Regions from separate parts of the Sus scrofa genome. Here regions 1 and 3 are each linked to region 2. A link is a contact called in public Hi-C data. All regions are on one chromosome and are shown on one strand. The core of a region is the stretch at or near the end of the contact, and the rest is flanking DNA. Distances in the headings are between cores, read along the strand shown.

Region 1 (4,481 bases), core at 372-2,871, 160 kb before region 2:
GTCCTAAGCTACCTTTATTACTCAGAATTAAACCACATTTTACTTTGCTTTTTTTTTCACTTTGACTTTATTGAACAGTTGTTTTTAAATTTTTCCTGCTGTGGTAAAATTTTGATCTGTTACCCTTTGTCCCCCCAAAATCAAATATTGTCATTGGCTTTAGGCTTTTTTGAGAAAAGCTGTTCTGTTGAGTAAAACTTTTATTCTACTTATGAAATTTATAATTCTGGGCATGTCTAGGAATTAAGTTGAGCCTCTCTCTTTTCTTGTCCCTAGTTTGGCTGTGGATTCAGTTCTGCTCTGGCCTCAGGCGATCTTTCAGCTTTTCTTTTGATATGATAATGCTATTGATGAGACTAATGCTTTCTTTTAGTTTAGTTATACCTTGATTGGATTTCCTGGCCTGCTCTTCCAACTTTGATTTTTAAAATGCTCTACACTTAATCTCATTATTTGTGGATTAGAGTAACTTTAACCCCCCCTTGGACATTTCATCCAAATTCCAGTAGCTCCTTAGATATTGGTTTTTATTTTTATTTTTTTATTTTTTTGTCTTTTGTCTTTTTTGTTGTTGTTGTTGTTGTTGTTGTTGCTATTTCTTGGGCCGCTCCCGCGGCATATGGAGGTTCCCAGACTAGGGGTTGAATCGGAGCTGTAGCCACCGGCCTACGCCAGAGCCACAGCAACGCGGGATCCGAGCCGCGTCTGCAACCTACACCACAGCTCACGGCAACGCCGGATCCTTAACCCACTGAGCAAGGGCAGGGACCGAACCCGCAACCTCATGGTTCCTAGTCGGATTCGTTAACCACTGCGCCACGACGGGAACTCCTCCTTAGATATTGTTGACTACAACTACCAGGGTGCTCTAGACCAGAAAATGTGTTTTCTTGTGTTTTCTTCCATTATCTTTAGTCCCACACCTACTCCTCTAATACAAAACTGCTCCTCCTCTAATCCCTTATAGATTATATATTAAGGAAGAACCTTTAGATGAAAGTACATGTTGCACCCCAAGTGATGATTCAGGCTGAGAACCAGGTTTTAGTAAAATTGCTACCGTGGTATGTTACTGTTTGGGAGAATGATTTTTTTTTTTTAAATGGAGTGTTGACTAATGTGCCAAATATCAGTGCTGTTCCAGGTAATAGACAGATAGGTTTTTGTATTTGGATGTGATGTTTAGAATCACAGGTCATTACATGTAGCCTGTGCTTTCATCCTGCTTCTCTCTCTCTCTCTCTCTCTCTCTCTCTCTCTCTTTTTTTTTTTTTTTTTTGCCTCACTCAGGGCATGTGGAAGTTCCCAGGCCAGGGATTGAACCTGTGCCATAGCAGTGACCTGAGGTGCTGCAATGACAGCTTGAGTACACCTCAGGAGAACTCTTCATTCTGCTTTTCCTATCTGTTCAGAGGAATCACTGTCAGGTCCATCTGCTCATTCTCCATTTTGTGTACTCTCATGAAATTATGTTAGGAGCATTGGTTTCCTATATATGGTTGCCTTATTTTAATGTCTTGGACAACAGAGGTTGAGTCATTGGAGTTAATAAAGAAGGGCTTTTTAGATGCCTGACTCAGAATCTTTTTCACACAGTTAAGAAAACCATATCTTCACAGAGATGAGTGTCTACCTAATTTAAATATGAGAAAATTGAGGCCCAGCCCTTGAGAGACTAGTCAGTAATGAGTCAAGAAGAATAGAATGATGAAGTCATGAATTCTGTCATCATTATCATAATTAATGTTGAGCATTTATGTGTTCCACACATTATTTCTATATAATCTCATTTAATCTCCATATACTTTTGAAGAGAGTTTTGGTTTTTGTTTTTTCTTTTTCATTAAGGAAAAAAATGTTGAAATTGAGGCTTAGAGGTTAAATAACTTGTCCAGGAGTTCTGGGTATCTGGTAATAGTCTGTGCAGTTTTTCTTTTTGTTTCAATTCATACTATATAGTATGTTTTCATCTGTTAGCAGTTCCTATCACTTTTGCTGTCCAGAGAATCTGACTTCTTGGAGATAAAAACTAGAATGCCTCTCTAACAATGACTTGGATGGGGTATGATGATCTTCATCAGTATGCATGATTTATTTTATGAAAATATTGAAAGCATCATTTATAAGTAGCCCACTCTGGTTCAGAGAAGTCTGAAATGGTTTTGTTTTTATAGAGTATGAGCACACTGGTTAGTGAGGCTGAAGGAGAGGATGAGGAGAGAGTTAGAAAGAGATGAGGCACTGAGCAGAAGTGACAAGCCTGTGAAGCAGACAGTCTATCGATTTAGGCTGTGAACTGCATTCTGGAGAAAAGAACTGAAATCCATTATGCCAAGTGCAGCATACAAATCCCTTTGAAAAGCAGTTAGATGTCATCTAATCCCAAATCATTTAAAAACAATTTTGGAATAACCTAAAATGCCCTAAGCAATTTGTCTCTTAAGACGGAACAGTGTAATGAATGGACAAATAGTATTTTAATGGTGCCTTCCTCTCATACATTGTGTTTAATGGTGTGAAATAATGTGTTAAATTGTACCTTTGATATTTGCACATCAGGGATATATTCCCTTAAATATTTTAAAACACACCAAACATAGGATATAGAAGAAACCTTATCAGGTACCTCTCTTTAAAAGAATTTTTTTTTTAATTTTGATGTAATTTCAGACTTCTAGAAGAGATGCAAAAATAGTATCTCTATTAAGTATGTATTACTTTGCCAGGTACCTTTTCTTAAGCTCCACTTGAAGAAATAAAGGTCTGAGTTTGTTGATGAAGGTACTGTGTCACACAGAGATACAGGGCGGGGATATGACTTCCAGCAGAAAAGATAGCGTGGAAAAGGAGTTCCGATGATAGCTGAGTGATTCTTAATCTTTTTTGGATTTGTGGCTTCCTGTAGTTGTTTTATTTTGTAATTAAATTTTATTTTGAAATACAGGATACTCCTTGAGATAATTTAGTAGTCCCGAAGTTAAGAACCACTGTGTTACAAGGATGAGTTGTTATATGTATAATGGCATGAGAGTGAAAAGAGATAATTAAAAGCCAAAGAAAAAAAATTTTGAAAGAGCTCAAGAATATAAAACAGAAGCCAGAGCCTCAGAAAAGTAAAAATTCAGTCATCTGCATGGGAACAGTTGACCTGAAGAAGAACAACATATCAGAGTGGGACTTAAGAAAGCACTTAATTGAGAGGAGCAAAGAATTTTAGATGTTCTCAGAGAAGGAGAGTTTTAAGATAGAGTAGAAGAAAAATGAGAAGTTCTGCAGGAATAGATAATTATGTTCTCTTGTAGCCAGAAGAGTCCTATTTCTATATCTCTATGACTACCCTTTTAATTTTATTTTTTGGTAAACTCTAGATAGGCATTGTTGTATACCATTATATAATGGTCAAATTTCAGATGTCTGTGCAAGTAGAGTTTATGTTAGTGTATAAATTAAACATTCAAGTTTTCAGTATGTGTAAAAATTAAAAATACAAATATCCTTGACTCAGAAAATTTACCTTTAAGAATCTATTCTTTAAAAAATCAAATAATATGCAAAGTTTTATAAAAGGTAATAAGGGCGCGTTTTATTATTCTGCTCTAAGATTAGTCATTTATTCTTTGCACAGAAGTTGCTGGTATTTGAGGGAAATGTTTTTAATCATGGTAAAATTCACATAACATAAAATTCACTGTTTTTAACTGAACAGGTCGGTAGTGTTAAGTACACTAACATTTTTGTGTGATCTCCAGAATTCTTTTGATCTTGCCAAAACTGAAACTCTGTCCTTGTGAAACAACTCTTCGGTTTCCCTTCCCCCAGCCCCTTGCAGCCAGCCTTCTACTTTCTATCTCTCTGACTAACCACCCTAGGTACTAGCCTACCCTGGTACCCTAGGTACTGTCTGATCCCATAAGTGGAATCATACAGTATTTGTCTTCTTGTGACTGGCTTTATTTTACTTAGAAAGCCCTCAAGGTTCATCGATATTGTAGCATGCGTCAGAATTTCTTTTATTTTAACTGGATTTTTTTTCACTTTTATTAGGTATAATTGACAAATAAAATGGAGGAAAAGGTCGTTTTACCATGTACCCCTTTACCCTGCACCCTGGCACAGCCTCCCCCACTATCAGCATCCCACATCACCACTGCATTTGTTACAACGTCTACATTAACACATCATTACCACTCCAAGTCCATAATTTACATTATGGTTTCCTCTTTGTACAGTCTATGGATTGAGACAAATGTATAAAGACATTTATCTACCATTATGGTATCATATATGGTAGTTTCACTGCCCCACAAAATTCTCTGTGCTCTACCTGTTCATCCCTCCCTCCACCTGAGCCCCTTGCAACCACTGATCTTTTTATTCTCACCATAGTTTTGCCTTTTCTAGAACTTCATATAGTTGGAATTAAACATTCTATAGCCTCTTCAGGTTGACTTCTTACACTTAGTAATATACACAATTGAGGT
Region 2 (4,479 bases), core at 930-3,429:
ATCTTTCTCACCTATAAAAAAGTATAGATTTGTTAATATCACATATCCAGTCATTGTTCAAATTTCCCCAATTTGCCTCATAATTTTTATTTATTTATTTTACTTTTTGGGCTGCTCCACACCATACACAGTTCCCAGGCGGGGATCAGTCTGAGCTGCAGTTGTGACCTAAGCTGCAGCTACAGCAACGCCAGATCCTTAACCCACTGTGCCAGGCTGGGGTGAACCTAGGTCCCAGTGCTCCCAAGATGCCACTGATCCCGTTGTGCCACAGGAGGAACTCCTAAAATAAATCTTGAGATAAGCTGTTCAGTGCTAACACATGGTCATAGTTATGGCTGTATAACTAATTACACCCCAAACTTAAAGGTTTACAACTACAAACAGTGCTTCTCTGTTTCAGTTTCTGAGCATCAGGAATCTGGGATTCAGGAGGCCTCGGCTGCAGTTATTCCTTGCTTGACTCCGTCTGGAGGAGCCACTGGTTTAGGGCTTCAATTTTTAGCCGGGTGAGTCCCTCCAAAGGGCAGCTCAGATCATATCAACTGACTTCCTCCAGAGCGAGAGAGCCGAGACAGCAAGGGAGCAAGACAGAGTTTACAGTGAAGGCTGCGGTCTTCCACTCCATCTCAGAAGCTACACCACCTGGGCCTTTCTTATCCTTCCTGCCCCTTTCTCCTGCCCTTGTACCCCAGACCCCCATCAATCCTGCCCTTCTGCCCTGCCCCATCTGCCCCTGCAGCCTGTGCCACTGTCCCTTCTTGCTCAGCCCTCTTGCTTCTGGAGAACACTTTGGGTCCCTGTCCACTCCTGTGTCTCTCCCTTTCCTCTGTGGTTTTGCTTTGTGCCTCTGATGCCTGATGACTTGGTCCAAAGCCACTATTCCACTCTAAACCTCCAGGTCAACCAGAACTTGAGACCCATCCACCTTCATCTTCCCACCAGGTCCACTCCCATCATCCTTGCACACCCCTGGCCAATCCCTTACCTGAGCTGCCCGGGGCCTTTCTCTCTTTATCCAGGTCCTTCCCATCCAGCCAGGCCTTGATCAAGCTCCCTCTTCCAGGAAGCCCCCTTCTTGTGGTTTGTAGTTCTTTCATGACCTTTATTCCCCTCTGCCCAAAAGGTCAGCTGGGGCGGCGGGCACAGCCAGCCCCTCCCAGGACTAGTGGACACCTTGACAGGGAGCGCATCACCTTGGGAGCCTTTGGGGCCTCCATGCTGAACTCCAGGTCTGCTCTGGGAACTCTTCCCCTGCAGGCATCACATGACATCCCTCTTCTCTGGGTCCCCACCCACTAGGACAGGGCCCTGGCTTCTGCTGGGACTGTTTCATCTTTGTTAATGCAGAGGAGAGATAGTTTGGTTCATGGCAGGTGGGGGCAGCCAGCTGGGATGGCTTTGCTCTGGCCGGGTCACTCCGGCTACCAGTGGCTCCTGAGGCCTGGTCTCCAGAGTCCCTCGGCTTCTCTCCTTTTCCAAGTCGCCAGGAATTCTGCGGCGCCTTCTTGACCTTCCAACAAATCTCTGCTTGTGCACTCACATCTGTCACTGGCTGCCAGGAGCCACGGCAGTGGGAAGTCAGGCTGGGAGGCTCTGGCTCCTACTGAGATGGGCAAGGGTGGGGAGGGTGGGGATGGGGGAAAGGGGCTGGAGGCTTATCTTTGGCATCCTCGTCTCTTTTTCTTTCTTTCTTTTTTTTTTTTTTTTTTTTTTTTTTTTTGTCTTTTTTGCTATTTCTTGGGCTGCTGCCACGGCATATGGAGGTTCCCAGGCCAGGGGTCGAATCGGAGCTGTAGCCACCGGCCTACGCCAGAGCCACAGCAACGCGGGATCCGAGCTGCGTCTGCAACCTACACCACAGCTCACGGCAACGCCGGATCGTTAACCCACTGAGCAAGGGCAGGGATCGAACCTGCAACCTCATGGTTCCTAGTCGGATTCGTTAACCACTGCGCCACGACGGGAACTCCCTCCGCTGTTTTTTCTTTCTGGCAACTGCAGGGTACCGCGGTGGGGATAAGGGGTCCCTGGTGACCGAGACGCCGCGAGGCCTCCGGGTTTCACCTGGGCCAGCTGGGTGAAGGGCGGGTCGGCCCGTGAGCCGGGGCCGCAGCGTGAGGCTCGCGCGCCCTCTGGTGCCCGAGGCGGGACTGGCTAAGGTGGCCGGGTTGGGCCGCGCCCCTCTGGCCGGTCTCCAATCCTGCGCCTCGGGTCCTGAGCCCCCACCCGCACCCAGAAGAGACTCCAGACTCTTCTGTCTGTCATCTCCGCGGCGGGGACCTGCGAGCCCTCGGAGTGACTGCAGCGTGAGGTCGCGGGCTCCAGCCAACGGCGCGCGCACAGGACCCGGGGCGCCCTGGAGTCCTGGAAGCCACGCCTCGGGGCCGCACCGGATGGACCCCGAGGGTCCCCACAACCCCGGCCGCCGCCTCGTTCGCCCACGACTGTGGCGTCCGCGCGCGGTAACAGAAGTGGGTGCAGGCTCTGGACTGTACGCGGGGACCCCGGGACCCCAGTATATTCTCTGTGGAGTGTGAGGTTCTGGGTTCTACTCCAAATCCCCGACAAAGGTCGCTTTTGTGACTTCTTTTCTTCTAAAAATTCTCACTCCACCTAGAGGCGTCCTGGGCTGCACCGTCCAGGAGGTGCCACCAGCCGCTTGAGCCAGTCAATGTGATGACGGAGGAACTGAATTTTTCATCTTATTTAATTGTAATTAATTTAAATTCAAAAACAAGCAGTGTAAAAATTTCTGTAAACATTGATTTTTTTTTTTTTTTAAGAAATGTGGCTTCTAGATGGATAAAAGGTCCTACTCTATAGCACAGGGAACTATATCCAATCCATATATATATAACTGGGTCACTGTGCTGCAGAAATTGGCACAATACTGTAAATCAACTATGCTGTAATAAAAAAGAAATCAATAGCAAATAAAAAATAAAAAAAGAATGGACATTTTTAAAAAGCAAGTTGATTTTTCCTGGCATAGACCATGATAGAAAGAATATTACAGAAGTTCCCATCATGGTTCAGCAGTTAACGAATCCAACTAGATCCATGAGAATGCAGGTTCAATCTCTGGCCTTGCTCAATGGGTTAAGGATCTGGCATTGCCATGAGCTGTGGTGTAGGTTGCAGACAAGGCTCAGATCTGACATTGCCGTGTCTGAGGTGTAGGCTGGCGGCTACAGCTCCTATTCAACCCTTAGCCTGGGAATCTCCATGTGCTGTGGGTACAGTCCTAAAAAGACCAAAAAAAAAAAAAAAAAAAAAAAAAAGATTAAAAAAAGTATGTATATATAGGAGTTCCTGTTGTGTCTCAGTGGTTAACGAATCCGACTAGGAACCATGAGGCTGTGGTGTAGGCCAGCAGCTGTAGCTCTGATTGGACCCCTAGCCTGGGAACCTCCATATGCCATGGGTGCAGCCCTAGAAAAGACAAAAAAAAAAAAAAGAATGTGTATATATATTATATACAAATGACAGTCACTTTGCTGTACAGCAGAAATTGGCACACTGTAAATCAACTATAGTTTGAACAAAAGAAAGAAATGCAGATACCAGAAAGTTTTAAATTATGTAGATGGCATTCTATTTTTATATATTTCTGCTCTTAGGAGTGGATCGATCGCCAGCCCAATTAGCCCAGTATAGTGGGTTTTATTTTCAGCTCAATCTGAGTTTTATTCTCTGTCTCCACTGCAGGGTCTAGAGGTTGGGGACACCGATACCAAGTGGAAATGGGGATGTGTGTAGGGAAAGGCCCTGACCGTCAGGAATCAAGTCCAGGGGACCTCTGGGCAGGTCAGCCAGGCTTACTGGGTCAACCAGGAGACATCTCATGGGAGCTGCACTTGGCAGAATGAGGCTCCCACGGACACAGGGGCCCACAGCCCCAGTCAAGGCCCAGGGCTTGGCACCACGTGGGCTTGTGGAAGGAATGATCATCTATGGCCTGAAGCGGATTTGTTACCAGCACAGAATTCTTTTGAAATCTGTAGAAGTGTATCTTTTAAAAGCTTTATTCCATGGAGTTCATTGTGGCTCAGCGGTAACAAACCCAACTAGTATCCATGAGGATGCAGGTTCGATCGCTGGCCCGATTAGCCCAGTGTAGTGGGTTAAGGATCTGGTGTTGCCACAAAGGTCACAACTGCACTTGGATCTGACCCCTGGCTGAGGAATTCCATATGCTGCTGGGCAGCCAAAAAACCAAAACAAAAACCTCCCATCATCCTTCATTATAAACACACACACACACACACACACACTCCCCCCACATAGTGAGAGGGGGAATACTCCCATGTCTTTTACCTTCTAACTTTAAATCTCTCGTTAGGGTAACTCTTCAGTTCTAAGAAGTTCTGGGTACACAAACCCTACAATGTGAGGCAGTGGAGAGCAGGGTTGGCCCAAGGAAGATAGTCCTAGGCTCACCCGGGGATCTGAGTACCAGAGAAGGTGGTGGGCTCC
Region 3 (4,483 bases), core at 1,505-4,004, 160 kb after region 2:
CTTAATCATAGATGTCCTGTTTGGAATCTGATCTTTAAAAAGCTTATGAATGAGCCATGAGTTCAATGCTTAATCTATGGTGAGACATGTAGAATAAAAGACTTATCTACTTTTTTACTTTTTTATTTTTATTTTTTATTTTTTGCTTTTGCTTTTTAGGGCAGCACCTGCTGCACATGGAAGTTCCCAGGCTAGGGGTGGAATGGGAGTGGCAGCTGCTGGTCTATACCACAGCCACAGTAACACAGGATCCTGGACCCACTGAGCAAGGCCAGGGATCAAACCTGCATCCTCATGGATACTAGTTGGATTCGATTCTGCTGTGCCACAATGGGAACTCCCTCATCTGCTTTTTATTTTATTTTTTATCTTTCGTCTTTTTAGGGCTGCACCCTTGGCAGATGGAGGTTCCCAGACTAGGGGTCGAATCAGAGCTGTAGCTGCCAGCCTACACCACAGCTACGGCAACTCAGGATGCAACCCACATCTGCGACCTACACCACAGTTCATAGCAACCTGGCATCCTTAACCCACTGAGCAAGGCCAGGGATCAAACCCGAGTCCTCATGGGTTCGTTAATCACTGAGCCACAATGGGAACTCCAAAACCTTATCTGATTTTTAAACAAATTCTATTTGAACTAGAAAAAACAGAGTTTCCTGGTGGCTCAGAGGGTTAAGATCTAGCATTGTCACTGCTGTGGCTCTGGTTACTGCTGTGGTGCAGGTTTGATCCCTGGCCTGGAGAACTTCTGCATGCTGAGGGTGCAGACAAAAAAGAACAGATAATCCCTCCCCCACAAAAACAAAAACAGTTCACCCATTTTCATCCCACTTCTGGCAACCACGAATCTGTTCTATCCATGAGCTTTTTTTTTTTCCACTTCTTATTATGTCCCATATGTAAGAATGATAATATGGTATTTGTCTTTCTCTGATATTTCACTTAGCATAATGCCCTCAAGATCCATTCATGTTGTCACGAATGGACAGATTTCATCCTTTTTATGGCTGAAAATATTCTACTGTATATATATGTTTTTGCTTTCTTTGGATAAATACCCAAAAGTGGAACTGCTGGATCATACAGTAATCCTATTTTAAATTTTTTGAGGAATCTCTATATGATTTCCCATATTTTCCATAGTGACTGCACCAATTTACATTCCTACCAACATACAGGAGGGTTCCTTTTTCTCTACACCCTCTCCAACACTTATTATTTGTAGATTTTTTTTTGTTTTCTTCCCACGGTACATGAAAGTTCCTGGGCTACGGGTAGAATCAGGGCTGTAGCTGCAGGCCTATGCTGAAGCTTGAGGCAAACTGGATCTTTTTTTTTTTTTTTTTTTTTTTTGTCTTTTGTTGTTGTTGTTGTTGTTGTTGTTATTGTTGCTATCTCTTGGTTCTTGGGCCACTCCCGCGGCATATGGAGGTTCCCAGGCTAGGGGTTGAATCGGAGCTGTAGCCACCGGCCTACGCCAGAGCCACAGCAACGCGGGATCCGAGCCGCGTCTGCAACCTACACCACAGCTCACGGCAACGCCAGATCGTTAACCCACTGAGCAAGGGCAGGGACCAAACCCGCGACCTCATGGTTCCTAGTCGGATTTGTTAACCACTGCGCCACGACGGGAACTCCGCAAACTGGATCTTAACCCACTGAGTAAGGCCAGGGATTGAATCAGGATCCTCAAGGACACTATGTCAGATTCTTAACCCGCTGAGCCACACAGGAACTCCTTTTTTTTTTTTTTTTTTTTTTTTGGTTTTTTGAATGAAAGCCATTCTGACAGGGGTAAAATTATAATCTCACCTTGGTTTTGGTTGCATTTCCCTGATATAGAGCATGTTTCCATGTACCTGTTGGCCATCTGCATGTCTTCTTTGGAAAAGCCTATATTTTATTTATTTATTCATTCATTTAGCTTTTTAAGGCCGCACATACAGCATATGGAGGTTCCCAGGCTTGAATCGAAGCTGTAGCTGCCGGCCTACGCCACAACAGCAGGATCCGAGCTGCATGTATGACCTACACTGCAGCTCACAGCAACGCTAGATACTTAAGCCACTGAGCCAGGCGAGGGATCAAACCTGCATCCTCACGGATACTTCCAGCTTCACAGCTCATTACTGCTGAGCCACAAGGGGAACTCCCAGAAGTGCTTATTTTGTTATTGGATGTTGTGTGTGTATGTATGCTGTGAGTTCTTTATACATTTTTGGTATTAGTCTCTGATCAGATTATGATTTACAAACATCTTCTGTCATTCAGTAGGTCGTCTTGGACGAATCTTGACCAAGCGGATGGTATTCAAGCCTGAGTTCTGTCCTCGAGCTCCTTAGAGGCTGTGAGCTCTCGCAGGTGATCCCATCGCGTCACAAGACCGTGCGTGCTCCTTTCCCTTCAGGAAGCTGGCCTCTCCTCCCTCTCATTCCTGGGTTCTAGGATTTGCTTACCGCCGCAACCTTCACTGTCTCCGTCCAGAGCAAACTGACAAGGCAGGTGCAGTGTTTGAAAGCTGAGCTCACATTGTCTGACATTTCTCTCTTTGAAAGGTGGGGATCCTTGTCTTCGGATTGGAGTTGACCTTCATGACTTTCTTGTAACTTGAGGCGAGTTCAGAGAGGCTAGTTCATGCAGCTTCCACTCGGCTTTCCCAGCAAGGCCCCAATAGCCTTTATAAGGCTGTGGCAAAGGTCGGGGCTGGGATTCGCCCTGGGTTGGCAGGTTAACCGGAAAGCCAGTCATCAGGAGGCTGAGGTCATGTTCCAGGCAGCCGGGCCAGAACTAGGTCCTCCCCTCCCTGCCGCCTCGCCCTCCCCTCAGGGAGCCTCACTTCCCGGACTGGAAAGCAGAGGGCCGCGGACCACATGAGACGCTGAGGCTTTACAGGGGCTTGGATTGCACTGCAGGGGTGCCACCCCCAAGGCGCCAGTTGCTGGGGGGCGGTGTGTGAAAGGGGGGCTGCAAGGTGAGGGAGCCCAGCCACAGCACAGCAGTGGGAGCGGGCCTGGCGCCATCCCCATCTCCGTCCCGCAGGCCCGGGGAAGCTGGCCTCTTGGCCGGTACTTCGTTTTAGGGGCCCTTTAGCTCCTTCCTGGAGGAGAGCCGCACTCTGGGCCGTTTCCTGACTCCCCGTCCCACCCGCAGGTGTGCTGACCTGGCCTCCTCCTCAGGACCCCCTTCCCCAGCTGGGCCACGGATGGTCCCTGCCGTGGAAATCACCTCAAGGCTGAAAACGTCTTCCTCCGGGTCGTGCAGAAGGGCCCTCACCCTTTCTCCTCTGGCACGTCCTGCTGGTCGCCCTCACCATGGAGTCGGAGAGAGAACGGTCAGGACCTTCCTTCAACATTTACTGTATTTTTTGAAAAGGTGTTTTCTAATTATATCGCAGTTACCTTTGTGTGTCTGTGAAACAGAGTCCCTTTTTTCTTCCTCATTTTACTCTGGAAAAACCCCAGATGGAGCTAGTGGGAGTTGACCCATATCACTGCTGATCTGCAGGGTTGGCCTGGGGAATGCTGGGCTTGGCAAGACTGCCTGGGGCCCCCTGGGGGCCAGGGGGTGCAGAGGTGGCTCAGTGGTGTGGGGGGTGGCGTGGAGGGGAAGAGGAAGCTGCCGCCCCATCCAGTCTTTCCTCCTTGGCTTCACCTCTGATTCCTGGAAATGTTTTCCAAAGGCTCTGAGGCCTCAGCTCTGGTTCTGCTCATCCCAGAATGGGCCCTGGGGCCTTGGGCCTGTTGTCAAGCCCCCGCCAGGCTTTTCACTCACTTTGGAGCTATGTCTCCGGGGTCAAACTGCTTTGTCTTGCTTTCTGAAGGGAGAAGCAGCAGAAAGTGCTGGCACTCGTGAGTGCAGCAGGCAGAAGATGTTCCAGCCTCCTGGCAGCCTGCTGGTCCAGCTCCAGGCCCAGGTGGCTGCCGGCTGGATGATTCAGGTAAGCTGTGCTGGACAAACAAGCCAGTATTCTCACCCCAGCAGGTGAGGACTGTAATTAACTCTCCTGTCGTCACTGTACCATCACCTTCTGAGAGTGGGCTTGCCAGGCTCAGAGCCAGGACCCGAGAAGATCGGCAGGAATGTGGTTTTCTTGGTCTATGTCTTCTTGCCCCAGATGCTTCCGGATGCTTCTAGAGCTGGGCTTGGAGTTGAGTCACCAGCACCTGCATTGTCTGATGATGTCACAGAGGCTGCTGGGCTAAAAAAGGTCCCTACTCGGAGCAAGGACAGTGTGGTGCAGAGATGGAAGTGCCTCTTCCTCCTGACCCCAACACCTGTCTTGTCCATCCCTGATGCTCTTTTCCTTCAGGGAATAAACACAAGGCAAACTGAAGAAATTGGCCAGAGAGATCACTGAACTGAAGCCAATATGGTAGCTGAGTGGCCAGGTGTGCAGCTTAGGACCGTCATACCTGCCTTATTTCAATAATACTAGGAAGGAGTTCCTGCTCCTTTTAGGAGGCACAAGGGGTTAAGAATC

What was found. A called contact is a pair of places that touch in the nucleus more often than the background predicts.
Region 1: a Hi-C map of alveolar macrophages shows a contact between it and region 2, with 1.7 times the contacts expected there. The contact joins two enhancer-like sites. A contact is called at or near these places in 1 of 5 promoter capture datasets (liver) and 6 of 47 Hi-C or Micro-C datasets (alveolar macrophages, embryonic fibroblasts and skeletal muscle).
Region 3: a contact with region 2 is called in a Hi-C map of skeletal muscle, with 8 times the contacts expected there. The contact joins two enhancer-like sites. A contact is called at or near these places in 2 of 5 promoter capture datasets (fetal liver and liver), 27 of 47 Hi-C or Micro-C datasets (alveolar macrophages, blood, brain and 15 more) and 2 of 2 datasets of contacts at active chromatin or transcription factors (alveolar macrophages and skeletal muscle).

Annotation. Positions count from the first base shown.
Region 1 is chr18:19,091,746-19,096,226 of Sscrofa11.1, reverse strand. All of the region lies in intron 1 of NRF1 (nuclear respiratory factor 1), which reads left to right. Among named protein-coding and RNA genes, the nearest start is that of NRF1, 49 kb to the left of the region's middle. Within about 2 kb of position 1,621, at least 4 of the 83 cell types and tissues checked have an H3K27ac peak or open chromatin away from gene starts, as enhancers often do. A contact at or near this core is called in alveolar macrophages, where this site is marked.
Region 2 is chr18:18,934,816-18,939,294 of Sscrofa11.1, reverse strand. No RefSeq gene overlaps it. Among named protein-coding and RNA genes, the nearest start is that of MIR183, 45 kb to the left of the region's middle. Within about 2 kb of position 2,179, at least 29 of the 83 cell types and tissues checked have an H3K27ac peak or open chromatin away from gene starts, as enhancers often do. A contact at or near this core is called in alveolar macrophages, omental adipose tissue, retroperitoneal adipose tissue and 1 more, where this site is marked.
Region 3 is chr18:18,773,137-18,777,619 of Sscrofa11.1, reverse strand. No RefSeq gene overlaps it. Among named protein-coding and RNA genes, the nearest start is that of ZC3HC1, 35 kb to the right of the region's middle. Within about 2 kb of position 2,754, at least 8 of the 83 cell types and tissues checked have an H3K27ac peak or open chromatin away from gene starts, as enhancers often do. A contact at or near this core is called in omental adipose tissue, retroperitoneal adipose tissue and skeletal muscle, where this site is marked.